2 separate regions of the Hordeum vulgare genome follow, and region 2 is linked to region 1. A link is a contact called in public Hi-C data. All regions are on one chromosome and are shown on one strand. The core of a region is the stretch at or near the end of the contact, and the rest is flanking DNA. Distances in the headings are between cores, read along the strand shown. Region 1 holds the start of LOC123444252 (glycine dehydrogenase (decarboxylating) 1, mitochondrial-like). Region 2 holds the start of LOC123444253 (calcineurin B-like protein 10).

Region 1 (3,530 bases), core at 62-2,561:
CGCGTACCTGCGCGGTGCAGATGTTGCTGGTGGCCTTGTCTCGCCGGATGTGCTGCTCCCTGGTCTGCATCGCCATGCGGAGCGCGGGCTTGCCGCTGGAGTCGACGCTCACACCGATGATGCGGCCGGGCATCAGCCTCTTGTACTCCTGGGAGGTGGCGAGGAAGGCAGCGTGCGGGCCGCCGTACCCCATGGGCACGCCGAAGCGTTGCGCGGAGCCCACGGCGATGTCGGCGCCAATCTCGCCCGGCGGGCGCAGCGTGGTGAGCGCGAGCAGGTCAGTGGCCATCACCACCTTGACGCCGTGCGCGTGCGCGTCCTTGACGAACTCGGCGTAGTCCAACACCTCCCCCTCGGTGCCGGGGTACTGCACGAGCACGCCGCAGACGTCGCCGCTGCTGTAGTCGAAGTCCTTGGCGGCGGAGACGACGACGTTGATGTCGAAGCCGGTGGCACGCGTCTTGCAGATGTCGATGGTCTGCGGGTGGCAGTTGGAGGCGATGAGGAAGGTCTTCTTCTTGGACTTGACGATGCCGAGGCACATGGCCATTGCCTCGGCGGCGGCGGTGGCCTCGTCGAGCAGCGAGGCGTTGGACATGGGCAGGCCGGTGAGGTCGGCGACCATGGTCTGGTAGTTGAGCAGCGACTCGAGGCGGCCCTGGGCGATCTCCGCCTGGTAAGGCGTGTATTGCGTGTACCACGCGGGGTTCTCCATGAGGTTGCGCAGTATGACGGCGGGGATGTGGGTGTTGTAGTAGCCCATCCCGATGAAGGACTTGTAGGTCTTGTTCATGGAGGCGAGGTGCGCCATGTGGTCGAGCATCTGCGACTCGGTGAAGCCTGCGTCGAACTTGCCGGTGAACTGCATGGGCGGCGCGCGGATTGCGGCCGGGACGGTGGCGTCGATGAGCGCGTCGAGGGTGTTGAAGCCGCACTCGGACGCCATAACGGCCTGCTCGGCGGGGGTGGCCGAGTTGTGCCGCCGCGGGAAGGTGTCGCTGGGCTGCAGCGCCGACACGGAGACGGGCCGGCCGGGCGTGTACTGGTGCGCCGGGCGCGCGCGGGGGCGCGACCCGGCCGCCGCCGGCCTGGGCGCCAGGGTGGAGACGCCGCGGGACGGGGACGGGGACGTGGCGGACGAGGAGGCCGCGAGCAGGCGGCGCAGCAGCGCGCGGCTGGCGAGGCGGCGTGCGCGCTCCATTGGGCTGGGGGGGTGGATGCGGAGACGCACGCGCGCGGCGGCAGGGATGGATGGGGTGGGGGTGGGAGGTGGGTGGCCTCCGCTCCTGGCGAGAAGAGCGGGTGTGGCTGGGTTAGGGAGTGTGATTTGGTTTGGTTGGCCAATATATATCGGCGCGTTCGGTTGTGCTCAGCTGGGGTGGGGTGGGAGTGAGGTGGAGAGCACGGCGCGAGACGGAGGTTTCAGGGTGACGTGGGCGCTGACAGTGGTGATCGGCAACGGGCGGCGGGGAGGAGGATGGCGTTTGGATGGACGAGGGGCCGAGCAGCGGCCGGTATAAGAGGCCCAGCCACAGAAACCGGCAAGTAGAGTGGGAACGGGCGACGGGGGGAGGTATCGATCGGGAGGAAGACGATGGGTCGATCGGGCGGGAGAGATGAGAGAGACGACGCGCGTCCCAACTCCGGCGCTGCAAGCTGCCTGGACCTTATCGCTTTCCTCCGCCCCAATCTCCCCTCCCGCCGCAGAAAATTCTGTGGAGACCGCTGCCCGCTGGGCCGTAATTTTTGCGGCGTCTGTTACACCCGGTGGCATGGCATGGCGTGGTGCCGAGCGGGGAGCTGCCGAATCGGTGCGGCGCTGGCGAGCGCGACGCCACGGCCGACGGATGCATGCTGGATCCAGTCCAGGAAGTGGTAACACGTGGGGATGGCGTGGGGCTCCATTGGCCGGGGTAGGAGAACCAGGGAAGGTCGAACTGCATTGGCTGGGGATGGTCCGCGCGTCAGTGACCGGCGTGGGTTTGGTATGCGTCCAAGCGGAGCAGACCCGGATGATGGTTGGGATCACCTACCGCGAAAGAATCTCTGGGTACCCGTGAGGGTGGGAGGCCGGATGTCGTTGTTCCACCAACCACCTATAGTCTGCTAACATATTTTAGAAAGCTTTTCATCTTCCGTTCAAGTTATTTTTTAGTTGTCTGGTTGAAGTACCATTTGATTGGCAGGGCTGGCTAGAAATAATTATACCGTTGATATTGTTTAGTGAAAAAATTCAGTAGTTGCTACAAGTACTAATTTTCTTCAACTATAATTATTTAGGTACATAGGAAGTACTGTATAATTTGATGTTATAGTTGCTACCGGTAGAAGTCGAAAATACAAATCTCACACGCTCTACGATGAGATTGAGGTTGTCCAACCTTTGGCAGTCGGAAATGAAGCCAGAGGACAATCGCATGGCGATCGAGAAAAATCTACTACAAGAAAACAAGATCCGTAAAACCATATCATTGGACACACCATCCTTCACACGACTCTCGACAATATGAAGAAGCACCATCGGAACGAGGTCGAGATGGGTGGACGTTACTCATGCTAGCAGCGACGCCATCGGCTTGCCACCGTCAATCGGAGACAAAGCCTAACTTTATTCCTCACCCTATCACCACTCACCACCAAATCGAATCCCTGGGGTCCCCGCCCCCTTCCGTCGTCGAAGTGACGAGCGAAGAGCGACGGGACCCGTAGTCCTAACCGGGAAGAAGGTAGATCGACCGCCGCCCTGGTGACAAATAATTACTTCATAATAAGTCAATACTCATTTAGTAATTTCTACTGCATAGTTAGCATTGTTTGATAAATGAATTGTGTTTTGTCTTGTTTTGTTTGCGTTGTCAGACATAAGCATCCAGTGATCGGAGGGTACCAAAACTATGGATGTGCCCGAGTTGTGTTCCTAACACTAGCCGGCCCCTGGGGCATAGTGTTAGGGTTTGGGGTAGCTTCTATTTCTATATCTCCTTCAAATACGATGATTTCATATTTAGGCGACGTCCTTTACTAACTTGTCATTTCAAAAGGGGATAGGTTCAAGTGGTGCATTTGTGCACTTCGTGTGTTGGTGAATCATCTTTAGCATATTCATTTCCTTTATTCACCAAGCTTGGGTATTGTAGCATATCACTTTTCCTTTCATAGGACATGGCTTAGGGTTACCTTTTGGCTATCCTTTTTCATTGACTATTGATGTCGGTCTAGCCATCTACCCCTCTAGAGATATAATACACACTTCTGTTATTCGATGGAATGGAATGAATTTTTGTTGTTGTTTTGATGAAATGGAATGGATTTGTATTCATGTTGCTCTGATTACTTATCGCTCTTTCAAATGAAAAAGTCTGAACAAAGTACCACACCACTTGTAAGCAAGTGGAGCTTAGCCTAAGTGGTGAACCAGCAAAGGGCACATTTGGACTAATTGTCATGGGTAAGACATACTAGTGATAATGATCGCTCGTCACTCATATAACCAGTTACAAGTGTTGAAAATTATAAGTGACGGACGACTA
Region 2 (3,584 bases), core at 327-2,826, 210 kb before region 1:
TTCATAAATCAAAACTGCTATGAAATATAACAAGTAGCCTTACCATACACCAACAATATTTGATACAGATACAGTGACAGCTGCGAGATTACCAATTACCTTAACTAAGACTAAGTCTTACTTTTAGATACAAGACAAAACAGCAGGTTAATTATACTTACGTAGGCAAAGTGTTCGAGAATATTTTAAACACGGAACTGGGAGAGCAAGCTTTTGCCTTACCCGATCTAAGAACAGATTCTTGCCTGACGGTGTCATGAACAAAGCTAACTGCAGCTCCTCCTGAAAACATACAAAACCTTTATAATTAGTGACCACCAAAAGTTTAAAAATTAACGGTGCTTACATCGGTTACATCTATGACTTCCTTTACCTGGAAGCTAGCTTCCTATTGCCTAACAAATAATCATAAATGTCTAGATTAGTCACTAATCGACAGCTTTAACTAAGGTCCTACTGTCCATGACAAACATCTTGGTACACTTCACCTTTCTGGTTGTCTATAAGAACATTAGGGTCATTTTCACCAACTACAATTATTTAGGTACAGAGGGAGTACGTAGTAAGCAAACATCAAGTCTTTTTAATACTTGATCTTCAAAAGAATGAGCATAGCACACTGGAATGCAGCCTGAATTAATAGTCCCGAGTCCTAACTGACATAGTTGACACAAGAAATTTGTTTAATTGCCAAAAGAAAGAAACAGGTCAGCCATTTTCTCAGATTCCATGCTTGATCTTCACCAATCCTCGAAGGCTCGAACCGTTCGAGCCGCCACGGCAGCCTAGCAATTTGAGATAGACAAGCTCGGCTGATCCGAAATCTGACACCCGTTACTGAATAAACTGGAGCGGTAGGCTAAAAAGGAGAGAAGTTCAACATCTGTAAACCTTATGGATAAGGCCGTCGTTGATGATGGAGCAGCTGATTTTCTTGTACAGCTCGTACAGGGCCTCCACCTCGTTCACCGAGACTGCAAGGCCACCACGAGCCACAACCACATCAATCTCAGGCCACAAAACGAAATACAAGAAGACAGACACGCAACCCGAAAAATCAGCTGTTCTTACAGCAGCATGACTCGTCGGCGAGGTCGGCGAGCTCACGGAACGTGAGGCGGCCGCTGGCTCGGTGGCGCTGGCGCTGGCGCGCGTGGGCGCGGAGGGCGGGCGGGCGCCTCTGGAAGCAGTGCGCGGCGGCGAGGGCGACCGCGTCCACCACGGCGAGCACCGGGAACAATGCCATGCATGCGAGTTCCCCGAGCGTCAGAGAGCTTCTCGACCCCTGCCGCATCAGCGAACGACAACCGGATCAGATTATGAACTATCAAAGGTCAGATCATGGGTGGTAGTGAGCCGGCGGAGGTGCTAGCTATTACGAGGGTGTTGGATGAGCGGGAGGGGTCCATGGGCTGGGCAGCTGCGGCTGGCAGCGAATCATCGATCGACGGGGTGCCGGTCGCCGGGAACGTCACGTACCGGCGCGCGGCCGCCGGAGTTCTTGGTGAACTGGCAGATTGGCGTCTCCGTCCAGTTCAATTGTTCTGGCAAAGATATTTTGCCAGCTGGGTGGTCCTGTTGTATTTAGGCCGTCCAAGTGGGTTGCTCCAATCATTCACCGATCCACCGCGGCCACACGCCAGAGTAACCCGGTGATTCCATGATTGCTGATTTGCTGCATACTCAATCTGTCTCAAAATAAGTGTCAAACTTAGTACTCCCTCCGTCCGAAAATACTTGTCATATGAATGGATGTATCTAGATGTATCTTAGTTCTAGGTACATCCATTTTTATCAATTTGTGCGACAATTAATTCCGGACGGAGGGAGTATAACTTTATACTAGAGCTAGTATAAAGTTAAGACACTTATTTTAAGACGGAGAAAGTAATACTTCGTCTTGTTCTTAAATATAAGTCTTTTTAAAAATTTTACTAAAGGACTACATACGAAATAAAATGAGTGTATCTACACTCTAAAGTATGTCTATATACTTCGTCTTGTTCTGTATATAGTTCTCTACTGAAAACTTTAAAAAGACTTATATTTAGAAACAAAGGAAGTATAAAATAGTTTTGCCGTCTCATGCAAAGATCTAAATGGTCATGTTAATAAACCTCAACAAATGGAATTTGTTCGCCACTAGCTTCTAATATTAGCATGTGTGCGATGGTGGAAGGAAACATTCCGTTGGCTACGGACGCGACTATGGTGATTTTCTTAATCTTAAGTTGTAATCTCAAGTTTTTATGGCGGGCCAGTATCTCCAAGATGATCGTAGTGATGGGATATGCATGTGCATATCCATAAAAATAAGTATATGTATATGTGTGGGCACCTGCGTTTGTACCGCGTTAAAAAGTTATTTCTATAAGTAGCAATTGAGCAATTCATTTTTTAATGATAACACGTAAGTTGTTGAACAAAAAAAAGATGGTATAGATACCCATTACTCAGTTTATTAGAGGAAAAGTCTTCACATCGACAAAAACCACCCCTAGCTGAATTAGGACTACCACATCATAAGAAATACGAAAATGCCACAAGGAGTCAATACACAACAAAACCAACGTCATATAAATCGCCCATCACATTGACTGACCTGATGACTTCAACTTCACCACAACTTCGGTTGTTCCCACCACATGCATGTTTGTCGATCTCATCAACACCAGGAGAGAAGACACGTCTGGAAGGAGGTGGACAAGAGTGTCGCTCCAGTCCCGAGAGGGAGACCAACGAGGCACGCCTAATGTTACCCACGTGTAAAGAGTGCTCCATCTACCACTAACACCTAGAAGGCGAGTCAACGCGCACACCACCTGCACCCTGCCATCACCAACTTCGGACCAGCCACACCACTACCAACGGGGTGTTACCGCCATAATAACTTATCTCTAAAACAGTGCTTCTATGGAAGTAATGATGTCGAGGACACCGCTATCGTAGATCCGGCAAGGCGGGTCTTGTTTTTCACCTAGAGACAATATCTCGAGTATGTGAGAGGTGTTGGAACTCCTTGGTGATACCTTCAACAAGGAAACAACTGAAAGGACCAGGATGTCGCCTAGAGGGGGTGGATAGGCGTATTAAAATCTTATTACGGATTTGGCCATATCCTAATGCGAAAATAAATTAAGCGGATATGTTCCAAGCACAAATCCTAAATATAGTAGGCTCAACCGGGTGTACCAACTACTTATTCTAATAAGATGAGCACGACAAGGATACTAACAAGTACAAGTAAGTTATACATACTTACTTGGGCAATAACACAAGATATGAAAGTGTACGACACAAGTTAGCAATTCACACTAAACACAAGATATATTAATAGTAGCAAGTATGAATTGCGGGATATAAAGCGCAGGCCTAAATAATTAATCTTTACAAAGAAATAACCAACACAATATAACGAGGACAAAAAATATAGTGAATGTACGCTCAAGTAGCCAAAGTAAACCACAAGTAAGAAGTTAGGGTTAAGGATAACCAAAGCCACGGAGACGAGGATGTATCTCGATGTTCACTTCCTTGGAGGGAACCTAGTTATCATTAGAGAGGTGGATGTTACCACGAAGGTG

What was found. A called contact is a pair of places that touch in the nucleus more often than the background predicts.
Region 2: a contact with region 1 is called in a Hi-C map of seedling, with 2.6 times the contacts expected there. The contact joins the promoter of LOC123444253 here to the promoter of LOC123444252 in region 1. A contact is called at or near these places in 2 of 6 Hi-C or Micro-C datasets (leaf and seedling) and 1 of 1 datasets of contacts at active chromatin or transcription factors (embryo).

What each region holds. Positions count from the first base shown.
Region 1 is chr3H:459,320,169-459,323,698 of MorexV3_pseudomolecules_assembly, reverse strand. LOC123444252 (glycine dehydrogenase (decarboxylating) 1, mitochondrial-like) reads right to left here and starts at 1,311. Exons shown (of 15, transcript XM_045120916.1): 1 at 8-1,311. The coding sequence starts at 1,201.
Region 2 is chr3H:459,528,328-459,531,911 of MorexV3_pseudomolecules_assembly, reverse strand. It overlaps LOC123444253 (calcineurin B-like protein 10), which reads right to left and starts at 1,576. Exons shown (of 9, transcript XM_045120917.1): 1 at 1,380-1,576; 2 at 1,072-1,285; 3 at 892-974; 4 at 223-282. The coding sequence starts at 1,409.